6 separate regions of the Mus musculus genome follow, and all the other regions are linked to region 5. A link is a contact called in public HiChIP or PLAC-seq and promoter capture Hi-C data. All regions are on one chromosome and are shown on one strand. The core of a region is the stretch at or near the end of the contact, and the rest is flanking DNA. Distances in the headings are between cores, read along the strand shown. Region 1 holds the start of Slc35c1 (solute carrier family 35, member C1). Region 2 holds the start of Large2 (LARGE xylosyl- and glucuronyltransferase 2). Region 3 overlaps Phf21a (PHD finger protein 21A). Region 4 holds the start of Mapk8ip1 (mitogen-activated protein kinase 8 interacting protein 1). Region 5 holds the start of Creb3l1 (cAMP responsive element binding protein 3-like 1). Region 6 holds the start of Harbi1 (harbinger transposase derived 1).

Region 1 (4,325 bases), core at 1,671-4,170, 440 kb after region 5:
AGACTCTCCAGCCTCACAGGCACTTGGCTCAGCAGAGCCCACGGTGGGTTTCCCTGCACAGTCAGAGCACCCTGTACCTCCTGGTGGTTACCACTAGAGTCTAGAAGTGACTCCATTCTTCATTCTCAAGGTCCTAGACCCTAGAGGGGCTGTGAGCCCGACAGGCTTTGCAAAGTGCCGCATGTCTAGGAGGCCTTTCCAGAGATGGGCCTTCTCCACAGGAGGAAGGGAGGGGAGAGCCAAGAGATGGGGCCAGTAGTGGGGGCAGCAGAGAGCTCCACTTTCCCGTGCCACTTGGGCAGGCCGCCATGGGGCTCAGCTGCCTCACTATCAGCTACTTGTCCCTTTGGGGACCCGGGCTCAGGTTCTCCAGAGACTGTACCTTCCTGCATGTAAGTTCTCCTACTAGGAGGCCCATCCCCTCTAACGTTGGCAGGGCTGGTGGACTGAAGTGGGACCCCACGGTAGCTTGTAGGCTGGAAGGAGGAGTACCAGATCTCTTAGGGTATGTATGTGGGGGCAGTGGGAGGCATCCTGCCACTATCTGACCTCTCTCCGCCCAGACCCCTTAACCCTGGATCCAGGAGCTGCCCAACCAGGGCAATGTTTCTAGGGAAGACAGTACAGGTTGGCCTGGTCCCTACATCTAGAGCACCCAGCCTGGGCCTCAGAGACACCAGGGACATCTAAATAGGCCAAACAAGACGAACTAAAATCCAGAGCAGGTACAAATGAAGGTTGCTTTTCGTTCATTCAGGACTCTGAGGGGAAAGATGCCCTGGTCTCTGTAACCCAGCAGCCACTAAATTCATTCAAAGTGGCAAACATGTTCCCTAACACATGCTGTCCAAGCCAAGAGGCCCTTGCTCCATGTGACTGCCGGGCACTGAAAAGATGTTGGCGGAATCAGGACATAGTGGCTGCCGTTAAGGGGCCGGATGCTTCAAAGTTCCTGGGCTTTCATTTAAAAGCACATTTAGACTGTAGTGATAGTGTTGGTTTTCATTGCGCTAACTCCCAAGGGTCAGGAGCAAAGCAGACTGGCTTGAAACACAGGCCAGGGAGTATGACCAACTGGGGACTGCGTCCCAGACTATCTGCTTCTTAGTTGTGGGGCTGTGGCAAGGAGCGCAGCCTCTCCGAGCTGCAGTTTCACAGAGATGCCGCCACTCAGAGAGCTTATGGGTACAATAAAGAGGATGCTACAAGTGTAATGATCAGCACAACGCTCCTATCGGTAATTAATTACTTATGGTCACATCTGAGAAGGTAGTTAAAGCCTCTTAAAGCACACACATATTGACTGGACCACTGAAATGGCTCAGTGGGTAGAGGTACTTGTGCCAATTGTGATGACCTGAGTTCACCCTTGACCTCTTGAGAACAGTGGTGTGTTGGTCAAGAGTGTAACCTATGGAGGTAACTGCTTATGTGCAAATTTCTGCTACGTCAGTGATTACCTGTGTGATCCCAGCTACTTAGCTTCTCTGTGCCTTGGGTTTCTCTCCATAAAACGCAGCTATATTATACCTTGTAATGGGGATCCGTTACATTAACATGGCTCAAATGCTTAGCTAGATCTGAGTGTCTGGCTGGCTTTGCTGTAGTGTCTGCCTAACATTATTATGTTCACCTTGGCTGGATCCCTAACTTACTGAGTCACAGTAAGGAAGTTATTTGTTCTCTACAGGTCTCTCCCTATGACTGGTGGTGCAAAAGACCTGGGACAGATAATGAGTAATGTGGTATTGATCTTTACGATTCCTGCTCCCCACGCCCCCAGTCCCACTCACCAATGATGACGCCGCAGGTGAGCAGGGCATAGAAGGAAGTGGTCTGTTTGAGCAGCAGGTAGGAGAGAAGAACGTTGAACACGGTGGTGAGCGAGCGTCCCACGTTGTAGAAGGGCACCCCTACGTACTTGAGGCAGAGGTTATTGAAGGTTATCATGCCGATAAAGACCACTGACAGCGGCAGCACACTTCGGGCCACCTTGAGGTCCAGGTTTAGGGTGGGGAAGTCTACCATGCCGGGGCAGCAGGTGGCCAGAGTGCTGAGGCCCTTGCACAGCAGTGAGGTCACCAGGCATTGGTAGAAGGTGACAAAAATGGGGGTATCCAGCTGCAGGGAGGGGCTGTCCAGCAGGTACTTGTTGAGGAATACCATGGAAATGGAGGTGACCCAGTAGAGAGAGACCACCAGCGCGATCTGCAGAGCCCGGAGCAGAAATGGCTTGTTCCCGCTCTCTGACTCCTCGGAGACAGCAGAGACTCCAGTCAGCGCCATGCGCAGGATCCTGGACCGCTTCAGAGGCGCCCTGTTCATGGTGGCAGAAGAGCTGGGTCACCTTACGGCCAGAAGCAGTCCCTGGACTACAGGGCTTCAAGCAGCTAGGGTCTGTGGCTGCAGCCTTCAACTGTCACATGGGATGACCTATCGGTCCCCTCCTTCTTGGATGAAGTTCTGCTTCCGGATTTGCCGAGGTGCACCGCTCCTCATCTTGCTCGCTCCCGGGGCGGGGGAGGGAGGTGGTGTCACGAAACAAGACCCAGGGAAGGGAGAAGGGGCCTAACTAAGGATGTGGGCTTTGACAGCCATGGCCAGTTTGAGGACAGGGGACACGTGAGTCGCAGGGAGAAAGGAAGCGAGAGAGCGAAGGAAGGACGGAGCGGAGGAGGAAATAACTGGACGCGGACCGCGTGGGAAGCATGGGCTGCGGGAACCCCCGGAAGCACCCGCAGAGCCGAAAGGAGGGCGTGCTGCAGGGAGATCACCGAGGCTCAGGAAGGCGTCTCGAGGGACACGGACAGGGGCCTGACCGGAGCAAGGCCCTGCGGTTGCCACGAGCCGAATTCAAGTTCCGGCTCAGCGACGCGGGTCCCGGGCCACTTACCGAGCAGGGCGGGCCCTGCGCGCATTTCCTGACACGCCTACGAGCCGCCTTAAAGGGCCAGCTCGCAGGCCGTTGCCACTTCCCGCGGCCGTCAAGAGCTCCCCGGCAAGTCTGCACCTATGCCCACAGACCTGCCCTCTTCTTCCGGGAGTCCCCGGAGATCAGGGAAGGGTTTGCAAGTGCTATAGCCTCTCCCATTTTCTGGAAGGTTCTGTCATTCTCCCCTCCACCCGCACTATCTTTTCCCCTGATATCTTCAGATCGACCAGACTCGGTCAGGTGCATCTTCACCATCTACCCAGAAAATGGAATACCACCTTTCTGCTTAGGGAGACCCCCCCCCTCCCTCCGCCCAGCCCTTGCGCCCGGCTCCCCACCGTTGCACCTCCCTCGTCCCTCGAGCTCAGGCCACTCGGGAAGACCTTGTTGCAGTCCTCTCCTTTTTTCCTACCCCTATTTTCACCGCTTCCAGACCTAGTCAGGACATGAAGTCCCGGAGATCCAAGCAGCACTTCCAGAGGCGAGAAGCCATGTCACCTCCTCCAGATAAAGTCCATTCTGGATGCCCAGACCAAAGCCTCTGAGCTTCTCAATGCTGTATCCCCTTCCCGGGGCCCTTTCCCTTCCAGAACGTACCGTCCGTCCACCCGACTGGGCTCTGGTGTCCTGGCTGATGCAGGGACCTGGTGCTCACCCTCGGCGGTGCCCTCGGGTGCACCTGCAGCACCACCCTCGGCTGAACTTGCAACGCTGCCCAAGCCGCGCCCCCAGTACGACTTCCTGCCACGTCGGGCTTTGGGCAAGGTGGGGCGATTACCCACGGGAGCCCATCAAGAAAGCCTCTTTCCTTTATCTAAGGTCAACGCCATCTCCCACCCTCCACCCCAGCTAGCCTGGGACTCCTCCATTCTGTTACTGTCGTTTGGCGCATCCCTTGACAAGATGCATCTTTGGCCCTATGGGTCCAAGCTGGTGCTTCCAGAAGGGCGTGGTTGGGAGAACTGCGGATGCCGCCACTCCCCTACGAGAGTACCCTTCTCAGTCCCGGGAACCAGGCTTGAGTGGGCCATTAGCTCCAGGTCTTTTACACCTGGGCATCTGGAAGGGCTGACTTTTCTCTGGTTTCTCCCTAGCACCATTGTTGGACAGGCAAGTTTGCCCTAGGTTGAGCTGGTTTTATTATGGAAATGGCTAACACAGTGGGTTCCAGACTTATTGCTTATGTGGTTGGTTATAAAGATGTCTCGCTTAAAGTATTTCAATTACTATTTTATTAGTAGGGCCTGATGGTAAAGGGCTTGTAATCCCAATTGAGATAGGAAGATCAAAAGCTCAGCCGCGCAGTGGTGGCACACGCCTTTAATCCCAGCACTTGGGAGGCAGAGGCAGGCAGGCGGATTTCTGAGTTTGAGGCCAGCCTGGTCTACAGAGT
Region 2 (4,231 bases), core at 1,289-3,788, 350 kb after region 5:
CTTATGGCCCCCGCTTGGCATTAACCAGAGAGCATATACCTGGAGTCCCAGCCCTGGGGAGACAGAGGCAGGAGGATCAGAAGTTCAAGGCCATCCTCGGGTACATAGTTAAGTTCAAAGACAGACTGGATGCATGAGTCCTTGTCAAACCGACCAACCAACCTACTTCTACCTGGTACGTTTCCTCCATGCCTTTTCCAGTTTCAGCTATACAGACATTTGCCATTGAACTACAGCTGCCTGGCTGTCAGTAGGCACTCAACCCAGTAACATGCTGGGTGTTCCCAGGCCACACCACAGCCTGGAGAAGAGTAGGCTAGCCCATCTGGGTATGTGTAAACACACCCTCTGGTGTGTGCACAGCAACAAAATTGCCTAATGGCAAATCCCTCAGAATACGTCCAAACTGGTAACACGGGACTATATTTTCTGATGGTTCAGATGCAATTGTCCATAATTCCCTTGGGTACAGAGGAGCTGTATATACTCCTCAGCTCACAGAAACCTCCCCACGTCAGGGTTATCTCAACTCTTCCCATTATGTGGATGGGAAAACAGAGTCTCAAAGGGAACAAAGAGCTGGCACCACCATTTGGTACAAACACAAAAGTTAGGTGAGTTCTCTTTACCCACGGTCTGGTCCAAAGCACTGGCAGAGCTCTTTTGGGAGGGCTTCCTAGCATTCTGTGCCCACCCCACCCCTGAGGCCCACAGCCCACCCAATCCTGCCTCCCTCACCACTGTCCCACCTGTGTTAAATCCCCTGCCCAAGGCAGGCCAGGGCCTATGGTTCTTCCAGAGGTTGCCCAGGTACCAGTCGCTCTGGTTCTCCACGAGACCGACCACCTGCTTGTCTGGGAGGGGAGGGTGGAAGGGAGCTGCCTGGGGATGTGGGCTCTGGGCTTATCCAGAGCAGTGGCCTGGGGAAGCTGGGGAAGGGGCAGGCTAGGGCAAGGTTGCAGGTGTCTCACCAGAAAAATGATCAAAGAGTGCCCAGAGCTCCACAATGTCAGAGGAGAAAGTGACGTCGGTATCCAGGACGATGACTCGGGCCAGGCTGGGAGGCAGGATGCTGGGAAGTACTAGCTTCATTAGCCCATAGAGGCCAGAGTAGTGTTTGTTGGGGATCCAGGAGACCAGGGGCTGTCCGGAGGGGGCGGGGGTAGAGATAACATAGCAAGTGGCACAGCAGGACGTAGCCATCGCCCCCCCCCCCCCAAAGGATGAAAGATTTCAGCTCCAGGAGGTCTAGTAGGACAGAGTTTTTCCTCTCCCACCACCCACTGCTGAAAGGAAGAAGAAGGTGGGCCTAGCTGAGCACGAGCGCAGAGTTCTTCCTGCCTTGAGTTCTTCCGCATCATAGAAGCTGACCACCACCGCTGGCACCATCCATGTTCGGAAGAGTGTCTCCAGGATGTTTCTGGCTACGGCATCAGTTATCAGGTGGAGGTGCAGCGGATTTTTCCTTTTGGGTGGAGAAAGTTAGCCTAACATGGCTGTGCGGGAACAATACAGGATTCTCCCCACGGGAGGAAGCCCTGTCTGCTACAAGGAGCTCTTGGGAATGTTCTGGTGGCCCCCTTCATAAGAAAGGAAACTCAGAACAGTGGGGCTTTGTTACGGGCAGGTTTTTGACCCTCATCCAGGCCTGTCTGTACCTGTAGAATAGCAGGGACTTCGTTAGGGTAATAATCTCTCGGCTGGAGTTGTATCCCGCACACACGATAGCCACATGCAACATCTGGGGAGGGGACACCTAGGTCAGCAGCGGCCCTCAACTTCTACTAGCTAGCTTAGCCATCCTGGTCTAGAACAGTGTAGCCCCACCTGGCATCCGAGCGGAGGTGGGGATGGGGAGAAGGGGTGCCTAGATGCAACGCCTCAATTTCATAAGTGAGGAATTAGAACAGGAGTGGGGGGCGTGCGTTGCAAGCGTCCTCTGGTATCCCAGCTGGGTAGCTACATGTCAGGTGCTGTGGTTCCCACAAATGCCCAGATGGTTGGACTGGCCAGGAACCTCGGGGATGGCAGCACTTGGCACAACTACCTCGCACTTGGGTGGCAGTAGAAGCTGCGGGCTGGAGGCGGAGAGGTTGCGACTCCTGTACGGGTCTTCATCGAGGGTAGCAGTTGTGCCCAGTCCATCTGAAAAGACACGTGGCGTGAGCAGGCAGCGGTCACACAGGGTCCCTTCTTCCCCTGCCCAGCTCCGGCGCTTACAATCCGGGTCCCGGCCGAACAGGAAGAAGCCAACCACTAGCAACAGCAGCAGCAGCAGCACGGCGGCCCCCATTGCCCGGGGGCGACCTCGGGGCAGCATGACTGTGGGACTCAGGGCGGGGCGCGACCCCGGGCTGCGGGCTCCATCACCGACCCTGCGGACCAAGGACCATAGCAAGATGAGCACTGGACCGCGGGGCCCGACGGCTACTCGCCCTGCTGTGCGCAGCAGCTGGCCTCACCTGCTCCAGTGGCTCCGGGAAGGCCCTGTTCCTCCTGCGACCGCCCTGCAGTCAGGTCCCGGTCAGAATCGCGAACTAGCCCCGCCCCCAACCTGGGCTCAGGTTTCACCTTTGCTTAGCTGAGCTGGAAGGGGCGGGGAGACCCCCGGCAGGGCCCCGCCCCTGCACCGCACGGTCTGGGAACCTTCAACCCCTTTTAGGGTGGTTTTGCACCATGGCACGGGGAGGGCTAAAGGCCTTGGGGACGGCTACCCAGGGTGGTCCTGTGCCCACTACCTGCACCCTCCTGGCTCTGGGACTCCATTCCTAAGGGGAGGAACGGATGACTCTCAAAGAATTGGCAAACACACCGCGGAAGTTTAGGAAGCTGAGGGTAGTGGGGATGGGATAGGAATGTCCGGCCCAGAGGTTAGGGACACCTGCTCAGTTCGACGACAGGAGGCTGGGCCTGCTGGGGCCACCTGTAGCCTGCAGGCGTCCTCCCTGGCCCTTAGCCCTACCCAGAAGCAGACTGGAAGATGCGGGCACTGTGCCCTTTTGAAGGCCACCTCCCCTCCTGCTGGCCAAGAGCCTCCTTGCCGCTGGGGCAGGGCCAGGCATCCCCCACTCTTGTCTAGAAAGCTGTGATTGTGCCGGGCTCCAAGGCCTGGATTTCTTCCTCCCTTTTCTCTCCACCCTTCAGCGGGCCTCCGGCACGCCTTTTGCCCTGTAGGGGTGCAGGGAGCTCTGGACTGTGAAGGAGACCCGCCACGGTCGGTTCAGCACAGACTGAATGCCAAGCCCTGAGCTAAGTGTTTGCCAAGTCTTTACTCAGGTAATCCTCACATCACCCGAAGGACACAAGATGAGATTGTCCCTGAAGAGTGAAAGGAACCTACCTATAGCCTTTGGCTACTTGCTAGGCAGGCAGCCTTTCACTGCTCCTGTAGGCTCCCAGCTGTGGCGGGTCTTCTACCTCAAGACCTGCCCCTGCCCTTCCTCCTGGAATGTAGTTTTCTCTACATCTCTTACTTATTTTCCCAGGTCCTCAAGGGAAGTTGAAGTTGCCTGTTTGTTCTGGGAGGTAGCCCCCACCTCCCACACCTCCACGCACATTCCAGGCATTCAATGTGTGTATGGAAACTGGGTGAGAACTTGGACCTGCCCTTTAAGGTAAGGGCCTCACCAGCAGCTCAAGCTGGGCCTTTTAGCGGGAAAGTCCAGTTGTATAAAGGGAGGCAGATCCATCAACAGTAGCCTGGGGCTGGCTCCCGTGATCGGAATGCCTTTCTCTGGGAGATGAGGATCAGCCTGTAGGTCTTTAGCGGTTGCTATGGAAACCGAAAGCCGCCTCTTGGACTTTTAGGAATTAAGAGAAAACCCTGGTGTGCAGGGCTTTGAGTCCCGGTGCTCCATTGTCATCCTCAGCCTGCTGTGCAGTTGGGATCTGGGTCAGGGGTGGATGAGAGTGGCCCTCAACCCAGAGCAATGGTTGTGGGAATCAAAATGTGAAGGAGCACGGAGGGTCACAGGCAGAGCCTAGACCAAGGTAATTTCATAAAGAGAGGTGAGCTGGTGGAGATACTAACTCTGTTGATCCCACTTGGGTCACTCATGTGGATCCTGTCGAAACTTCAGCACTGTGGGTGGGGTAGTGAGAGGGAAGGGCAGAAAAAATCTGCTGGACCTTCAAGAAGCCCTTTGGGAGTCTTCCAAGGAAAGGAAAGCCCAAGTGAGCCTAGTCCTTAGGAGCTGAGATCTCCCCCTCTCCTGCCAACCATTTGAGCCAG
Region 3 (4,041 bases), core at 272-2,771, 310 kb after region 5:
GACACAGACCATTCTGGACTGAGAAAGTACATTCATGATTTCCTAGAATAGTCTACATTCAATGTGAGACCTAAAACCCTAGTAAAGTCTGTCTGATATATTTTGAAGAAGGAATTTTTTAAATGTCCCAGGCTGAGAGTACCAAGTAGGCTTTCATGTCTTGAGTGGAGACACACCATGTACATTCAAAAAGCCAAGGAGATTTGCTGTGGCTGTGCAGAGACCATGAGGCTACCCAGGTTAGACTTAAAGAAGATCCTGGAAAAGTGTCCTGGAGAAGAGCGAGCCTGTGGATCGTCACCATTGTGCAGAGATGTGGGTTGAGTCCTAGCAGCAAGGGGGTCTATGGAAGTGTTTACAGGCAAATACTTAACTGGATGTCTTAGAGATTCCCTCTTTTTGCTGGTAGACAACAGGTTGGAAATGGACAGGAAGCACAGGCTGGACATTAAAATGTCATGAGCTGATCTTCAGAGACTCTGCCTCTAGTCCTAGGCACTTTATATGGACTGCCTGGTTTCTTTGGGTTTTTTTTTGGGGGGGGGGGTTGTTGTTGTTGTTGTTTTTTGTCTGTCTGGTTTTTTGTTTGTTTGTTTTTGAGACAGGGTTTCTCTGTGTAGCCCTGGCTGTCCTGGAACTCACTCTGTAGACCAGGCTGGCCTTGAACTCAGAAATCCATCTGCCTCTGCCTCTGCCTCTGCCTCTGCCTCCCAAGTGTTGGGACTAAAGGCGTGTGCCACCACTGCCCAGCTGACTGCCTATTTTCTTTCTCACAACAGCTGTATGAAAGGCTTTCAGGAAAGAATCAAAGGTTTAGTTCATGTTTTTCAAACTAAAATTAATTAATGTGATATGTTGGTAGATTTCATGAAGCTTTTGTGCTTTAGAAATGTATATAGGTGTAGCAACAAGGTCTTGCTGCTGTATCAGTAGCAGCCATCACGGGATCATTTTAAATTAACCTAAACATTCAGACTTAGAAGTCTGTCATTGGCCGGGCGGCTGTGGCGCACGCCTTTAATCCCAGCACTTGGGAAGCAGAGGCAGGCGGATTTCTGAGTTCAAGGCTAACCTGGTCTGCAGAGTGAGTTCCAGGACAGCCAGGGCTACACAGAGAAACCTTGGCTCAAAAAACAAACAAACAAACAAACAAACAAACAAGAAGACTGTCATGGGCCACACTTGGTACCAGTATGCTTGGAAACACTGGAAGACTTGCTACTTCTGGTAATGCAGATTTTTTTTCTCTCTCTCTCATAGGTTCGACCCAAGCCTGTGGCCCAGAATAACATTCCTATCGCTCCAGCGCCTCCTCCCATGCTTGCAGCTCCTCAGCTTATCCAGAGGCCTGTCATGCTGACCAAGTTTACACCCACAACCCTCCCCACATCCCAGAATTCCATCCACCCTGTCCGTGTTGTCAATGGACAGACTGCAACCATAGCCAAAACGTTCCCCATGGCCCAGCTCACCAGCATTGTCATAGCTACTCCAGGGACCAGACTCCCTGGACCTCAGACTGTACAGCTTAGCAAACCAAGCCTGGAGAAACAGGTAAGGGCAGAGTGTGTCTGCACCTGCTGTGGCAATAGCCTTGCCCTTGAAACAGCAGCTGCTGGACGCTTTCTAAATACTCTTTCTCAAGTGTTCTTCATCTCAGCACCAAATCAACATCCTATCACTTTATTGTATGATAATTCACTCACATTCAAAAGAGCCTTTCTCCTGAATTAAGTTGAATTGTTTTCCCAAGGCTTCAGAGTCTTATGTAAATGTGCTCCCCCTGCTGGCTTTGATGCAGAAATTCACAGACAGGCCCCTCTGCCTCAGGGAGGAAGCACCCCATACTGGAACAGAAAATACCATGGTTACTTTACCCACTGAGAGTCCAAGTGAAGACCCAACTGGGAGCGTCACTCAGGAGCAATAAACAAAGCAGAGAAGGGATTTCATTTCAGAAACTTCCTTGATCATCACAGATGACATAGAACCAAACTGTAACTTTCTAGACTACATGTAGCAGACATTTTATTTTAGTTCAAACATTGAAGCCCTACCTTTATATTTTCTAAATTCAGATTTTTATCATAATTTAGTAAAGTTAGTAAGACTAGAGGAAAACTGGTTACCTCCAAAAATAAAACCTTGAAGGCACAAGAGCAGCCTTGGGGAGAAGGGATTTCTAACCGTCACTCTTTCCTGTCAAGAGAAAGAGCAGTGACAACAGTAGGCTTCAGAGAAAAACAGTTTTCAAGAAGTTGCTTTAACTAGCCATTGGCCTGCTGGGGCAGTCTATAATTTGGAATCCAGGAGGCTTAGGCTGCAAGATGGCTGCCACCTGCTCCCAGCCCTGGCTGCAAGCCAGGACTGCCCTCTAGCTGTAGAGCACTGAGCTCCTTGACAGGGCTTCATGGTCCCATTTCCCATCGCTAAACCTCACTTGACTTTATAAAGAAAAAGTTGTTTTGTTTTGTTTTTTTTAATTTCCATTTTATTTTTCCTTTTCCTTTTCTGATTATATAGATATAATACATGTGACTTAAGGATACAGACATCACAGAAATATAAGTTGTAGAAGATTCTCTCCCCCAACTTATGCATTTTCTGAAATATTTTACAAAATTTTACCTGTAGTAGTTAGTTACTATGAACATTTTCAATCATGTGCTTGTCTCAAACCATCAGTGTCCTGGGCTGTTTCTAATCACTCAGACTTGGTCTCTCATCCATGAGAAAATAGTCTCTGGTGAGTCTCAGTCTTCTGCCTGAGCGGGTGGCCAACCATGATTCAGAGAGCCCGGCCCCTGGTGGGGTTGTCACAGGCTGCCTTGGCCTTCTTAAACAGAAGAATCTTGCATACACACTCCCAGGCAGCAGAGTTGAATTATAAAACTTTGTGTTTAGGAAACACACAAGACAGCTCATCACCATTCCTGCAGAGCCTGCCCAAACACCAGGAAGTGCTATGAGGGCTATTCTGAAACAAATTACTAACACCAACTAAATCAGAAGTTTTTAGACTGTGTGGCAGTCGGGCCTTGGTGCTTAAATATGGAAAGTCGTGTGCTCAAGTACAGGGGCGTAAGGGACAAGTCCTTGAAGCTGTGCTGAGTCTTAGTCGTGCTGTGGGGCCTCTGTGCACCTCAGAAGGTGACTGCACAGTGCCACTTTCCATCACTTCTCTTTTACCTTTTGCTAAGTAAAGAAAAAGCTTTTTGCCAGGCAGTGGTGGCACACACCTTTAATCCCAGCACTCAGGAGTCAGAGACAGGTAGATCTCTGAGTTCAAGGCCAGTCTAGTCTACAAAGCTAATTCCAGGACAGCCAAGACTATACAAAGAAACCCTATCTTAAAAAACAAAAGGGGCTGGAAAGATGGCCCAGCGATTAAGAGCACGACTATTCTTCCAGAATTCCCAGCAACTACATGGTGGCTTACAACCATCAGCAGTGGGATCCAGTGCCCACTTCTGGTATACATGAAGACAGTGACAGTGTGCTCATATACATTAAAAAAAAACATATATACACACACACAAACACATTTTCATCTTATTTTTTCCATTTCTTTTTCTGATTATACAAACAGCATCCATGATTTTAAAAATGCAAATATCACAGAAATATAAATTATAAAAGATACTCTCCCTACAACCTATGCATTTTCTATTATATTAATTTTACTACCAGTAGTTAATTAGTATTAACATTTTCTATTACATACCTCCAGATATTTTCTATTTACTTGCTAACTGAACTTTAAAACAACAGAAGCAAACTATGTGTTTTAGCACAGTCTTTTCTAGGTCTTGGGCATCTTTTCATGTCTTGGACTTCCATGTTAATGGCATCTTATGGTTTGATTTTATTAGCACCTAAGCTCTAAGTTGAAGGCCTTCTTGCTAGTAGTATGGCTTTTCTCTTTGCTAGAAGGAATCTGGTCACTGCAGGTTTAGTTGGCAGGCCATCTGGCATAGTAGTCATACAGATTAGCACAGTTAGCAGGAACTCTCTAGACTAGGTTCTATTCTCAGAATTTCT
Region 4 (4,079 bases), core at 1,368-3,867, 380 kb after region 5:
CACACACACACACACACACACACACACACACACACACCTGAGTTCTAGAACCATCCTGATTAGGGGCAGACAAATTAAAGGAAAAACAAGGACCCAAAGGGCTTAAGTACGCAGTAGTGGTGGAGTACACAGCTTTAAGAACAGTTGAACCAGCCGGGCGTGGTGGCGCACACCTTTAATCCCAGCACTCAGGAGGCAGAGGCAGGCAGATTTCTGAGTTTGAGGCCAGCCTGGTCTACAAAGTGAGTTCCAGGATAGCCAGGTCTACACAGAGAAACCCTATCTCGAAAAACAAAACAAAACAAAACAAAACAAAACAAAACAAAACAAAACAAAACAAAACAAAACAAAAGAACAGTTGAACCCACAGCCCTACCAAAGAGTCACAAGATGGGCATCGAAGATCAGGGTTAAATGGAGCCAGACCAGTGGCTGCTGAAGCAGGACAAGAGAAAGGGCAGTGGGGGTTGTTGAAGTAGGCAGTAGGCCATGTAGGGCCCCACTGCCCAGTGTTATCTCCAAAGCCCGCTTTGTCTCACAGCTAGGGCACAGTGTCCTGCAGGCCAGCCCACTCCTCACTCAGCCTTTTGCTATACTGTTGCCCCCGCTCTACATAGCCCAGAGTTGGCCACACATTCCCTGGCTAGTAGCCTTCATCTTGGCTTCTCGGGCCTGTATGATAAACAATTTCCTGCCAGAATAGGGTGTGAGCCTACCCTGGGCCAGAGATAGGGCCTATAGGGAGAGGGAACAGAGAAGGCTGAGACCTGGTTTCAGGTTCCAGTCCTGACCTTCCAGTCAGATTTTTCTGTGGTTCCTAGGCTAGCCCCTCTGCCTTCCTTATCTTCCATCGCCTCAGCTCAGCAAAGGGCAGATTAGGGTGGGCCCTCAGGATGGTTGTGAAGGTTCAGTGAACTACCCTGGAGAAACACTTTGACAGAAACAAGCTGTACAGATTTCTGCCAGTGTGGCCGGCTACCTGTTGAACAGTGACTTGGTGCATACTGTCTCCTTCCCAGGCAGGAATCAATATTAATTAACCCACTCCACAGATGAGACCAAAGACAAAAGCAAGCTTGGATCAGGCAGCGAGGAAGCAGTGGAAACAGGATTCGAACCTCTGTCCCTCGCAGCTAATTCTCTTCCCCTGCAAAGGCCTGACCTACCAGGGAGAATCTGAAGCATTAGCCTGGAGGCTTTCCTCAGGTTTGGAACCATCCTCTGGCCCCCTCCTTCTGGTTCTCTCAGCTGGGTTTAGGGCCTCCTTGGAGGATTCAGGGCCTGATCATACCATTTAAGATCGTGTGTGTGTGTGTGTGTGTGTGTGTGTGTGTGTGTGTGTGTGTGTGTGTGTCTGTGTGTGTGTGTGTGTGTGTGTGTGTGTGTGTGTCTGCCCACCTGAGGACCTGGGAGCTAGAGACCCCTTCAATAGATGACAACTTGGCGCCAGAGCCCAGCTGGGGCCTGGCTGGAGCAAGGGTCCCAGGAGAGAGAAAGGCGCCTGCTCCTGATGGGGAAACAATGAGGTATGTCTCAGCTTCTACATTCTGGAGCAGTGACACCCTTCTCTTCTTCGTCACTCTCTCTCTCTCTCTCTCTCTCTCTCTCTGTGTGTGTGTGTGTGTGTGTGTGTGTGTGTGTGTGTGTGTGTGTGTATGTGTGTATGTGTGTGAAAAGGTGAAGAGAGGACAGTCACCGGTTCAACACATCATGCCTTACATCTCTGAAATTCATTCACCTGGTCTAACATCAGATGGAGGGGTGGGTCAAAGAGGAGCTCAGTTCGGTGTCCTGAGTCTTTACACAGTGGGGACCCCCCAACAGTATCCCTGGATATCCACAGGCAGATTCCCCTCCCTCAAGCAAATTGGGTTTCACTGGTTGAGGCCAATCCTTCTGCACCTGTCCTGAGATACAACTGACCAGGGAGCTGCCCAAATTCAGAAGACCCTGTCCAAGATCGCCTAGCAATCTGACCCATCTGGCCAAGCTAGCTGGGAGAGGGGTTCACGACTCTTCTTAAAGGACCAAGGGTTTTGAATTGGGGCCTCTGGGCCCCCAACCCCTTAGCCTACTTCCACCTTGGGTTAGATACCTTGAACGCGGCAGGATAAAGTCTGGGCGGATTGCTGCACCGGGAATTCCATCCAAACCCCAGACCCACTCCCGCCAAGGTGGAGGGGAAAGGCGACCTCCCAGGTTCCTGCCCCAGATCCACCTCAATCACCCCACCCCATGACACGGAATGGCAGAAGGAGCTGCGGGGGGCCACGCGGTGGCCACCAACCTGGACTGGAGGTTGTGGGGGCTGGGGGCTCGGCCGGGAAAGGACGCCGCCCTCAGGGTCTCCAAGGATCCCGAGGTTCCGGGCCTCGATCCTTACCTGAAATTGGGAGGCGACGCGATGTGCAGTCCCAGGAATGGGGAAGCGGCCGGTGGGGACGCGGCGCCCCCGCCCAGGCCGCTCTCTCGCTCCGCCATTCCGGGGTGCAGCCCTGGCCATCCGGGCGGAGAGCGGCGCGGGAGGCGGCGGCGGCGGCGGCGGCGGCAGCAGCGGAGGCGCGTGGAGGAGGCCGCCGCCGCCGCGGGGTTCGGACTGAGCTGGGGCGGGCGCGGCTCCGGACAGCGCGCCGCTTCGCCTGCGGCCCCCGCGAGAGCGCCCCGCGCGCGCCCCCGGGCCGGCTGGGGTCTTGTGGCCCCGCCCCCGCCCCGCCCCGCCCCGGCGCTCTCCGAAGTGCTGACGCTTCGATCCCGTGGCCCTGGGTCCCCTCGGCCTCCCTACACATCCCAGGGACATTCCAAGCACTGGCAAAGCTTTGCTCTCCTCAGAGCTGGACCTAGATCGAGGGCATCAGCGGATGGCAAGATCCTGCTCCCCAAGTCCGTCTTTGGCCTTCCACAGCAACTGGGGTAGGAAAAGGGTTACAGAAGATGGCTGAGAAAGGAGAGATGGTGGTGGAGTGGGGTCCAAGAGCAGTCAGCTATGGGGCCAGGTGACCTAAGACCACAGCTTGGTTCCACAAGTGAACAGGCAGTGGAGAATTGCATTAGTGACCTCATAGTTCCAAGGCTTGTCTTTCCCATGTGTGAAATGGAATATGAGCCCTCCATGAGCATGGGGAGGAAGAAAAACGATAGAAATACTTGTCCCTGGGAGCTGGGAACACCCACCTGTGCACTGGGATCACCTCCCGCAGAAATCTCTGAAGGCCACCTCTATCAAGACCCACCCTTTAGTTTTGTTTTGATTTTTGAGACAGGGTTTCTCTGTATAGCCCTGGAACTCACTCTGTAGACCAGGCTGGCCTCGAACTCAGAAATCCGCCTGCCTCTGCCTCCCAAGTGCTGGGATTAAAGGCGTGCGCCACCATGCCCGGCCTAAAAATGTGTAGCCCAAGCTGGCCTCCAACTCGTGATCCTCCTGCCTCTGCCTCCTTCAGCAAAGACCCCCTTGAGCCCTGACCACCCCTGATAACCTGAGTGATGCTTTTGGTTTCTTAGCCCTGTGAAGCCTCTGTATGCCAGGACTACCCCATCACTTGTTTTTCTTTCATTTCCAGTTTGTCCTGGAAGTTACCATGTAGCCTCAGCTGACTAAGAACTGATGACAATCTTCTTGAGTCTCCTGCTAAACTGGGGGATTAGTGTGAACTCCTGTGCCCAGTTCTCAGCACCTGTCTTCCCACTGCGTTTTCTATCTAGCACCCCTTTTGCACTCACACAGTCCTGAACTGGCTTCTCCTACCCTAAGGCCTAGGACCTTCCTCATCCCCAGGGCCGGATTCTTGAGAGCTTTGTGGTTGCTTCTGTTCCTTGCACCCACTCTGGGTCTAGCTGTGCTTTCTTCCTGGTTCTCTATTGGGTTTTCTCACACAACACCGTTTACCAAGACTCGAGTCCCCGTTTTTGGTGGCTCAGAGAGCCTCCCTGCCAGGTCACCTCTGGCCACAGACCCTGCCCTTCACATAAATGGAGCAGGACAGACCAATGTTCTACAGTCTGTGCAAACTTGATTGCCTCCTTCCCCTTTCCAGCAAGAAGCGTAGGCACCTACCTTGTAGTACTCAATCTCCCTGCTT
Region 5 (4,362 bases), core at 912-3,411:
ACCTGGCTATGTTAATCTTCTAACCAAGTCCTTACAATAATGCTACAGGGAAAGATGCTCTCCCATTACAGATAAGGGAATCAAAGCCCTGAAGAGCATAAGTCTATGTGAACAGCTCCATTAGCTGGTGGCAGAAGCAGAGGCAGATGTAGAATTTCCATGTTCTAGCCAGGAGAGGAGCCCTCTCCTCCTGGAAACCTCTTCGCCATGACTATCCAACCCTGGTCCAGATGAGGGCTGTGGCCCCAGCTGGCCATTCCCTTCTGGTGTCCCACTGCGCATCAGGAATTCTTTCCTGCACTGGAGCAAGGCCAGAAGAGCAGCTACAGAGCAGAGCAGGCTGCAGCGTTCATTGAGAAGAAAGCCCAGCTCAGTCGGTCCCCAGCTGCACTGTCCCTGGAGCCTGGGCCCCAACAAACCTCTTTCCCTCTGAGCAGAATCTTTTACCTGCTCCAAGAGGGCTATGTGGTCCCTCAGGAAGCTGTTGTTTTACTCCTGGGAAGCATCTAGAACCATCCTTAGGAAGCACTGGCCCGGTTTCCCTCCATTTTACAGATCAGGTAATGGAGGCCTGAGGGGGAAAGAGAGACACGCATGGCCCAGGCTCACAAGGGAAACAGAGGCAGGATGAGGGTGTTGCCACTTCTCCTAAGACTAAGCATCTCTCCTAGTTCCTTCCATCTGATGTAGAAGACTAAGACTTGAACAACCTCCCTCAGACAGCAAGGCCGGGACATGCTGCTTGAGAATGCCTGGGAGATCTGTCACCCCATGACTCCCTAACTGATGGAGACGCGAAATCAAGCTGAGCAGGACACTCAATGACATCTAAGGCCTTTGTCTGCTTAAGTTTTGTTAGAGCAAGAGGTAGAGACAAACAGGTGGGGAGCCATGTGTTTGGTCTCTGGTGTGTGTGGGGTGGAGGGGTGTGCAAATGTGGCTCATTCCATGGTGGGGGTGGGTTCCCAGAAGATTCTCCAAACAGCCCACGTTTCTTCAGGATGAGCCCCTGAATCCTGCCCCCCCCCCCCCCCACCGCGTGTGCGTGTGCGTGTGCGTGTGTGTGTGTGTGTGTGTGTGTGTATCTGTCTGTCAGCCATGCTCCTCCTCCATCAAGTCTTAGGGCTGAGCCCGAGTGAAAGAGAGTGAAAGGAAATAAGAGAGAGCCACGTTTCCTTAGAAAAGAAGGGGAAAGGAGTGAGAAGGAGGATAACTTCACAGCTAGGAGCAGTCATGAAGCCACAGGGAGAGACAAAGTTAGCAGAACCACAGGGAACTTAGGGACAAGAAGTACAGTGGCCAAGAGACTGATAGGAAAAAAAAAGGGTCTTCTGAGACGTCACCCGGTGCTTCCCTGTCCCACCACCCCCTACTGCCTTCCCGGGAGGGAGGCCAGAGCAGGGTTCTTCAGTTTCTGGGTCTGGCTCTGTATCTGGGTCTGCCTCTGACCCCCTAGAAGCTTCGGGCGTCTGGCCTGGGAAAGCACCCCTGTGCGCCCCCAGGCGGAGATACAGCCCCAGAGCCACCGAGGCCCTAAAGAGGGCGCAGGAAAGAGCTCCTCTACTTTGCGCCCAGTCTGGTTCCAGAACCTTGGGGTGGGTGGAGGGCGGATGGAAGACTATGGCTGACTATGCCGCGCGCGGGCTGTGGGGTTTGGGGTGAGGATTGGTGTCTCGTTAGTTCATGTCGAGATTCAGAGGCCCCTTACGCCTCCTTGTCCCCTTCCTCTAGAAGCCAGAGGCCAACGTGTTCTTGGATTGAGTCCCCAGGAGTGGTGTGGGGCGAGAGCTGCGAGCCTACTCTCTAGGCTCCTGGTCTAAGAGGGGCGTCCAAGGAACTAGTTGCCCCATCTTAAAACCCTAGCACGTGTCCATCCAAGGGACCCTGTGCTGAACCCCCTCCTTGGCTCTTGCGGGTCTTTGCAGGGTTCCAGGCGCTCTGCGGAGAGGGGTGAGAGTTGTGTGCAAAGGGGAACCGAGACCCTTTCGTTCTTACCGCATTGTTGAGGAAATCCGACTCATTCAGGTCTCCCAAGTCCAGGAAGCTGGATCCCGGGAACAGCCTGTCGGCCGGGAAAGGTTCCAAGACGGCGTCCATCGCGCCGGGTTCCAGGGGACCCCTTCGGGCTGCGCTTTCCTCACTCCAGGGCGGCGGCGAACCCCGCACCGGGCTGCGGCTGGGCGCGGGCAGGCGGCCCGGGGGGCAGGTCCGGGCGAGCCCCGGGGGAGGAGCGGTGGGGGTGGCGCGGGTCGGGGGCGCTGGGGGGCCTTAGGGCAGCGGCGCCGAAAGCACCGTGGGCTTTCAGCCGACTCCTCCTCCTGCTCCTCCCGGGGCGCAGCTGGCTTCCATGGGGAGCCCGGGGGTGGGGCCGATGCTGGAGGAGCCCCCCAGGCCGGGCGGGAGCCAGGGGCGGGGGAGCTCAATGCTCCCCCGAGGATGGGTGGCTGCCGAGTCGCAGAGATCTCTCTGGGTCTCTTCCTCTGCGCGGCTTCTGTCACTTTCCGGAGTCTGAAACTGGGAACCCGGGGCTGGTTAACCCAGCTGGCCCGGGCGCCACGCCCCCACATCAATATTCACGATAACTCAATATTAATGAGTAGAGGGCGTGGCTGGGGCTTCGTCGCCTCTCCTTTAAAGAGACGTGTGTCTGTTAGGTTTCCTTGGCTGGCTCAGCTCTCTGAGTGCTCAAATAAGGGGGATAAAGGCAAAATTATCCTGGAAACTGTAGGCTTCGTGAAACCTGGACGGCTTGTGATGGCTTTACAAGCCACGATTCTGTAAACTGAGGACTGACTAGGAAGCCAAATTCGCCTAATTCTCCTTCTTCTTCTTCTTCTTCTTCTTCTTCTTCTTCTTCTTCTTCTTCTTCTTCTTCTTCTTCTTCTTCTTCTTCTTCTTCCTTCTTCTTCTTCTTCTTCTTCTTCTTCTTCTTCTTCTTCTTCTTCTTCTTCTTCTTCTTCTTCTTTCTTCTTTCTTCTTCTCCTCCTCCTCCTCCTCCTCCTCCTTCTCCCCCTTCTTCCTCCTCCTCCTCCCCCTTCTTCTTCCTCCTCCTCCTCTTCCTTCTTCTTCTTCTTCTTCTTCTTTCTTCTTTCTTCTTCTCCTCCTCCTCCTCCTCCTCCTCCTCCTCCCCCTTCTTCCTCCTCCTCCTCCCCTTCTTCTTCCTCCTCCTCCTCTTCCTTCTTCTTCTTCTTCTTCTTCTTCTTCATCTTCTCTCTCTCTCTCTCCTTTTTTTTTTTTTTTTTTTTTTAAATAGGGTGTCTATGTAGGTCCGGCTGGCCTGGAACACTCTCTGTAGACCAAGTTGCCCTCAAACTTAGTTTCCCCCTTGCTTCAGTCAGGTGCACCACAGTGTCAGGCTTTTTTCAGTTTGATATTAAACCCTGGATTAAACCAAAGTCAGGGAATTCTATCCTCCCTGGGTTGGGGAGATGACGCAAGAGTCTGTTCTTCCAGACTCAGAAAATACCTTTCCACAATGGTGTGTGTGTGTGTGTGTGTGTGTGTGTGTGTGTGTGTGTGTATGTGTGTGTGTATGTGTTCACATGGGGAGGGGCAGGGTCTCATGTAGTGTTTTTGTTGCTATCTATCTATCTATCTATCTATCAATTATCTATTCGTTTTTTGAGACAGATTTCTCTGTGTAGTTAGCCCTCACTGTCCTGGAACTCGCTCTGTAGACCAGGCTGATCTCAGACTCACAGAGATCAACCTGCCTCTGCCTCCGGAGTGCTGAGATTAAAGTCATGCACTGCTGCCTGGCATCACACCCAGCTTTTGGTAGTGCTGGAGATCACACCTGGGGCCTTCTGCCTCTCGGCCAATTGAGCCACATCTCAGTTCTTGACTTGCAGCTTCTTTATTTAGTCTTTATCACTGAGCTCTCTCACTCTTGGCTTCTGTGTCTCCTCCCCTGGGAAGCCTTCCTGGAAGGCCCAGATGGGAGCACTCGCCATCCCTGCACAGACTCCGGGCACAGGTGCTCAGCACCAGTTCCATGCCTTTCAGCCTTTGTTTGCACAGTTGACCATGACCTTGCTGGACTCCAAAACCCATCAGGACAACACGCAATCCAGCTCTCCTGCAGGCAGAGGCGTGAGTGGAGCCCCCCATTCTCTCATCAACCATTAAGCCTCTAGATGTTCTTCAGAGCAGGATGTGGGAGGATGTAAGTGTGGTGAGCCACAGTGCTGTCCAGTCACCTGACACGCCTAGGCCCCTTGGACTCATTACTTAAGGAGCCTGCTGCTTCGACAACTTAATCTCTTAAAAGGGCTGATAAACAATCTCTCAGCACCCAGACAAGGGAAAGTGCCTCAGAACGGTACTCCTTAGAGGGCTGGGTCCACTGTTTCCTGCTCAGAG
Region 6 (4,398 bases), core at 660-3,159, 310 kb before region 5:
CCTTTAAAAGATTTAAATTCAGTCTATAGTGTTTGGTATGGTAGTTCACACTTCTAGTATTCAGGAGGAAGAGATTCAGGAGTTCAAGGTCACCCAAAACTATATAAAGTGAAAACCAGCCTAGGCTATATAAATATCCTGTCTCAAAAACCTACAAGAGCAGATAGATAGATAGTGTTGTTTGGTTGTATTACATGCCTATAGCCCAGACCTGGGGAGTCAGAGGCAATAGGACTGCTAACAAGTTCAATACTAGCCTAGTCTACATAGTGAGTTCCAGGCCAACAAGTGTAATACACAAAAAGATCTTGTCTCAAAAAGCAGAGATTAATTGGTTGTGAATATAGCTCTGTAGTAGACTGAGCAGAGTGATAGGTTAAACCTCAAGTAAGAACACGTATGTGTTTGTGTATAGATATATAATTATTGTATACATATAAACATATACATATAAATAAATTTATACATATTTCATTAGGAGAATTTCAAAACTAGACATGATGGTATATGCTAGATAATCTCAACACTTACGATGCCGGGAAAGGAGGATCAGTAACTCAAGGCAAACAAACCCTGGCTGCATAGGTGAACCCTGTTTCCAACTATCCCAACCTAGGCCTGTGACAGCCTGCGTCGGTATTCTCAGCTCCTCAGGAGGCTGAGTGAAGAAGATAACTGAAGCACAGGAGTTTAAGGCCAACCTGGGCTACGGGCTACCACCGAAGTGGGGAGGGGGGAGCCAACAAAGGAATGTTACCTTGAGGATAGATTGAGCAGATTAACTAGGAAAAAAGTGAATGAGAGATTTACAACCCAAGAAGGTGCTTAGCCACTTAATTCAGAGATTTAATGAGAATAGGTTTTCGCAGGTTATTCCACTGCCAGTAAGAACATAGTCCCCTTTTTCACTAGTCAAGTCACCCTCACTTACAGGAGGACTTCATACTTGGCATTAAAAATTTTTTTTGATTGACTGAAAACTTACCTAACCTACCTTGATACCCAACACCGGAGTTACGGCCCTACAAATGTTCTCCAATAGATCTTTTTGACATAACTCAAAGAGACAATAAAGTAGCAAGAAAATTTCGGGGGATGTCTGTAACGGTTGGGACGCCTCAAGAGCCAACAGGGTCTACACCAACCCAACTTCTCGTAGAAAACATAATCAGGGGATTATGGAACTGAACCTCGGTTGCTTGGCTTGGGCGTCCCCAAGGTGGTGGCCAAGGGAACACAGATCAGTGACCTCCCACTCGGGGGCGCTGAAAGATCCGGGGGTTATTACCCTCAAAAGTGAGTACCTGCGAAGCTACGGCACAGAGAGTGGCTCCGGGCTCTCATTCCGGAGGCCGGGGCCTGGGGCCGGCCAACTGCACCTCCCAGCAGAGGGTTCCGCGCTCCCGGGCGGTAGTGACAGCACAGGTCGCAGAGAGATATCTCACGCTAACGAGGCTCCGGGATCCCAGAACTGAAAAAGCTGTCGGACTGGTGTGGACTGGTTTTTCTCAGAGCTTCCCCTTCACACGTCAAACGATCTCTCCCGCCCTAAGCCAGCAACCAGTCGCTGCCCGGCGCCGCCATCCTTAGTGTTTGTTTTCATCCGCTTCAGTGCAGGCGGTGGGGAGGTAGAGCGCTACGGAGGAAATGCAGCTGCCTAAATTCAGCTGCACTTTCGCTACACCACAAACGACCTATTTAATATTTCTGTACATCAGAGTCTTCAAGAAAGGCGGCTTATTTCCAGAAATAAATCATATGATTAATTTTAAAGCCTTTTAGGAGAAAAAAAAGGGTTTGGGAAGGAATTTAGGGAGTTGGAGACTGGGCTTCGTGTAGAATGTACGGAAGCGAAGCGCAGGCCGCGGTGGCCGAGGTGCTGATGACGCGGCGTGGGGCGGGCGCTGACGCGGAAGGGGAGGTGCGGCTGTTGCGCACCGTGGCGGCTTGTGTGCGGCCGTGGGTTCCGGAGGCGGGCCTTCTTCGGCCCCGAGGGTGGAGAGTGCTCCGGTTAATCCGGTAGCTACGGAAAGGTGGCGATCAGCGTTCGGTTATTCTGGGTCGAGCAGCCAGACTTTGGTTATCTTACTATTTTTGAGACAAGGTCTCGCTGTGTAACTCAGGTTAGCTTTGAACGTAATGTAGCTCCAGCAGGCATGGAGCACGCGGCGATGCTACCCAGTTTCCAGAATGCTAACATTACAGGCTGGACCAGCCTTAGGAGCTTTTTGTTTTGTTTTACTTTGTTTTGACTGGTGCTCGTAGTCCACGCTTGCCTCGCACATGATCTTCTGGTCTACACTTCCCAAGTACAGTGAGCCCATTCCTGGCTGGGGCATCTTTACTTACACGGCTTTTAAAGGAATAAACTTTTTAAATACATTTATGTTTTGGAGGCGGGCGTGATGTGGCAAGGGTGTTGGACGATTCTTTCTTTCCACCATATGGATCTCAGATAGCCAACTAATTTATTTCACCAGGCTTCACAGGCAAACCCTGTGCCCTCGGAGCCATCTTTGTCCCTTAATACTGTTTTGAAAGCGGGTTGAAAAGTGGCCTCGGTGTTCCAGACCTACCTGGTTCACTTAGCTTTTTCCTCCTTTCCTTCCTTTTATACTCTTCCTTCCTTTCTAGCCTAAAGCTTCGGGATTTGGGTCTCTTGAGATGAAGGGAAAGCCTGTTACAGCAGACAGTGTAGGTCCCCAGGCAGGGCCACAGACTGTCTTTCTTCCTTTCTCCCCCCCCCCCACCCCCCCTTTGTTCTACATCTCTAGTTGGACTGGTTTGAGCACTCCCTCATCTGTGGAGCCATAGGGCTTTGCAAAACAAACCTCTGAGTAACCCTTAAGGTGTTTTCAACTTGTCAGCTGTCTCCTGGTTGCCACAGACCTCTTTTACCTTGTAAATTGTTTGTTCTCATGTGTTGTTCTCAGTTGAAATGCCAGGCAGTAGATGAGCCACTGGGATTGAACTCTTATTGTCTGCAAATTAGATCAAGTTTGTCATACAATAGTGAGTCAGTGGAGATAAATCTAGAGTTAACAAGTGAATGGCTGAAAAAGGTGTAGGTTTTGAGTCATTTGGTATGGTTTGGATCACGTTTCTAATTATTTTTTTCTTTTAATTAACATTTACAGAAAGAAGATTATAAATGTCAGAGCCATTTAACTGATGGTTAGCTGTTGAATTCTGATACTTACTGCGCTGGGAAAAATTCGGGAAAAGCAGATAGAAGAGGACCTCCACATTAGCAATGGCTATTCCAATAACAGTGCTTGACTGTGATCTCTTGCTGTATGGCCGAGGTCACCGGACCTTGGACCGTTTTAAGCTGGATGATGTGACTGACGAATACTTGATGTCCATGTATGGATTCCCCCGACAATTCATATACTTCTTAGTGGAACTCTTGGGGGCAAGCCTTTCTCGGCCTACTCAGAGATCTAGGGCTATTAGCCCTGAGACACAGATCCTGGCAGCATTAGGGTTTTATACCTCAGGGTCCTTCCAGACTCGGATGGGAGATGCAATTGGAATTAGCCAGGCCTCTATGAGTCGCTGCGTTGCAAATGTCACTGAAGCCCTTGTGGAACGGGCCTCACAGTTTATTCACTTTCCAGTTGATGAAGCTGCCGTACAGTCTCTAAAGGACGAATTCTATGGATTGGCAGGGATGCCAGGGGTGATAGGGGTGGCTGACTGTATCCATGTAGCAATCAAGGCACCAAATGCGGAAGACCTCTCTTACGTGAACCGAAAGGGTCTGCATTCTCTAAACTGCCTGGTGGTGTGTGACATCAGAGGGGCACTGATGACTGTGGAGACAAGCTGGCCAGGTAGCCTCCAGGACTGTGCTGTGCTACAGCGGTCTTCTTTAACCAGTCAGTTTGAAACTGGGATGCCCAAAGATAGCTGGCTTCTTGGTAAGTTTGCAAGTATAAATTTTCAGTTTATGTCCATAGAAAAGTTATGCAGGAGAGTGGGTGAAATCTGAGGTTCTGTAGTCTTACTCTTCATTCTTTGTTTAGCCTGTGACCTCTGGTGAGAGAACTCTCTGGGCCTTTTTGTGTTCTTTCTTTCTTTCTTTCTTTTTTTTAAGATTTATTTATTTAGCTGTCTTCAGACACTCCAGAAGAGGGAGTCAGATCTCGTTATGGATGGTTGTGAGCCACCATGTGGTTGCTGGGATTTGAACTCTGGACCTTTGGAAGAGCAGTCGGGTGCTCTTATCCACTGAGCCATCTCAACAGCCTGGGTTCTTTCATTATTATTACTTTTTAGCGATTTTTGAGACCAATAACTTGTTATGTAGCCTGGAATTTTACATGTAGCCAGCCTTGGACTCAAAGATTCATTTGCCTTGGTCTCTCAAGTGCTGGAATTAAAAGTGTATACCAC

The links. Promoter capture Hi-C pulls out the DNA fragments that hold promoters and counts their contacts. HiChIP or PLAC-seq counts read pairs in DNA pulled down with a chosen protein or histone mark.
Region 1: a contact with region 5 is called in an HNF4G HiChIP or PLAC-seq map of pancreatic cancer cells. The contact joins the promoter of Slc35c1 here to the promoter of Creb3l1 in region 5. A contact is called at or near these places in 5 of 39 promoter capture datasets (embryonic stem cells, liver and neural stem cells), 1 of 484 Hi-C or Micro-C datasets (embryonic stem cells), 8 of 115 datasets of contacts at active chromatin or transcription factors (the SCID.adh cell line, embryonic forebrain, embryonic stem cells and 5 more) and 1 of 9 other capture datasets (embryonic stem cells).
Region 2: a contact with region 5 is called in an HNF4G HiChIP or PLAC-seq map of pancreatic cancer cells. The contact joins the promoter of Large2 here to the promoter of Creb3l1 in region 5. A contact is called at or near these places in 8 of 39 promoter capture datasets (the C10 cell line, cranial neural crest, embryonic stem cells and 2 more), 2 of 484 Hi-C or Micro-C datasets (both in embryonic stem cells), 9 of 115 datasets of contacts at active chromatin or transcription factors (embryonic hindbrain, embryonic midbrain, embryonic stem cells and 4 more) and 3 of 9 other capture datasets (adipose tissue, embryonic stem cells and liver).
Region 3: an H3K4me3 HiChIP or PLAC-seq map of embryonic stem cells shows a contact between it and region 5, with 4 times the contacts expected there. The contact joins the enhancer-like site here to the promoter of Creb3l1 in region 5. A contact is called at or near these places in 2 of 39 promoter capture datasets (embryonic stem cells and stem cell-derived epiblast-like cells), 1 of 15 datasets of contacts at CTCF or cohesin (the NIH/3T3 cell line), 3 of 115 datasets of contacts at active chromatin or transcription factors (embryonic stem cells and stem cell-derived neural progenitor cells) and 1 of 9 other capture datasets (pancreatic islet).
Region 4: an H3K4me3 HiChIP or PLAC-seq map of bone marrow-derived macrophages shows a contact between it and region 5, with 2.7 times the contacts expected there. The contact joins the promoter of Mapk8ip1 here to the promoter of Creb3l1 in region 5. A contact is called at or near these places in 1 of 39 promoter capture datasets (embryonic stem cells), 2 of 115 datasets of contacts at active chromatin or transcription factors (bone marrow-derived macrophages and forebrain) and 1 of 9 other capture datasets (embryonic stem cells).
Region 6: a contact with region 5 is called in a promoter capture Hi-C map of neural stem cells. The contact joins the promoter of Harbi1 here to the promoter of Creb3l1 in region 5. A contact is called at or near these places in 1 of 39 promoter capture datasets (neural stem cells) and 1 of 9 other capture datasets (adipose tissue).

What each region holds. Positions count from the first base shown.
Region 1 is chr2:92,456,874-92,461,198 of GRCm38.p6, forward strand. Slc35c1 (solute carrier family 35, member C1) reads right to left here and starts at 2,921. Exons shown (of 2, transcript NM_211358.2): 1 at 1,794-2,921. The coding sequence starts at 2,325.
Region 2 is chr2:92,368,519-92,372,749 of GRCm38.p6, forward strand. It overlaps Large2 (LARGE xylosyl- and glucuronyltransferase 2), which reads right to left and starts at 2,539. Exons shown (of 15, transcript NM_172670.3): 1 at 2,463-2,539; 2 at 2,221-2,375; 3 at 2,048-2,145; 4 at 1,659-1,741; 5 at 1,342-1,465; 6 at 972-1,143; 7 at 750-854. The coding sequence starts at 2,320.
Region 3 is chr2:92,329,255-92,333,295 of GRCm38.p6, forward strand. It overlaps Phf21a (PHD finger protein 21A), which reads left to right. Exons shown (of 19, transcript NM_001362829.1): 10 at 1,261-1,554. Among named protein-coding and RNA genes, the nearest start is that of Large2, 40 kb to the right of the region's middle. Within about 2 kb of position 1,522, at least 11 of the 459 cell types and tissues checked have an H3K27ac peak or open chromatin away from gene starts, as enhancers often do. A contact at or near this core is called in embryonic stem cells, where this site is marked.
Region 4 is chr2:92,398,646-92,402,724 of GRCm38.p6, forward strand. Mapk8ip1 (mitogen-activated protein kinase 8 interacting protein 1) reads right to left here and starts at 2,618. Exons shown (of 12, transcript NM_011162.5): 1 at 2,384-2,618. The coding sequence starts at 2,481.
Region 5 is chr2:92,022,009-92,026,370 of GRCm38.p6, forward strand. It overlaps Creb3l1 (cAMP responsive element binding protein 3-like 1), which reads right to left and starts at 2,162. Exons shown (of 12, transcript NM_011957.2): 1 at 1,996-2,162. The coding sequence starts at 2,097.
Region 6 is chr2:91,708,943-91,713,340 of GRCm38.p6, forward strand. Harbi1 (harbinger transposase derived 1) reads left to right here and starts at 1,910. Exons shown (of 3, transcript NM_178724.5): 1 at 1,910-2,309; 2 at 3,138-3,923. The coding sequence starts at 3,254. It overlaps Atg13 (autophagy related 13), which reads right to left and starts at 1,650. Exons shown (of 17, transcript NM_001355419.1): 1 at 1,305-1,650.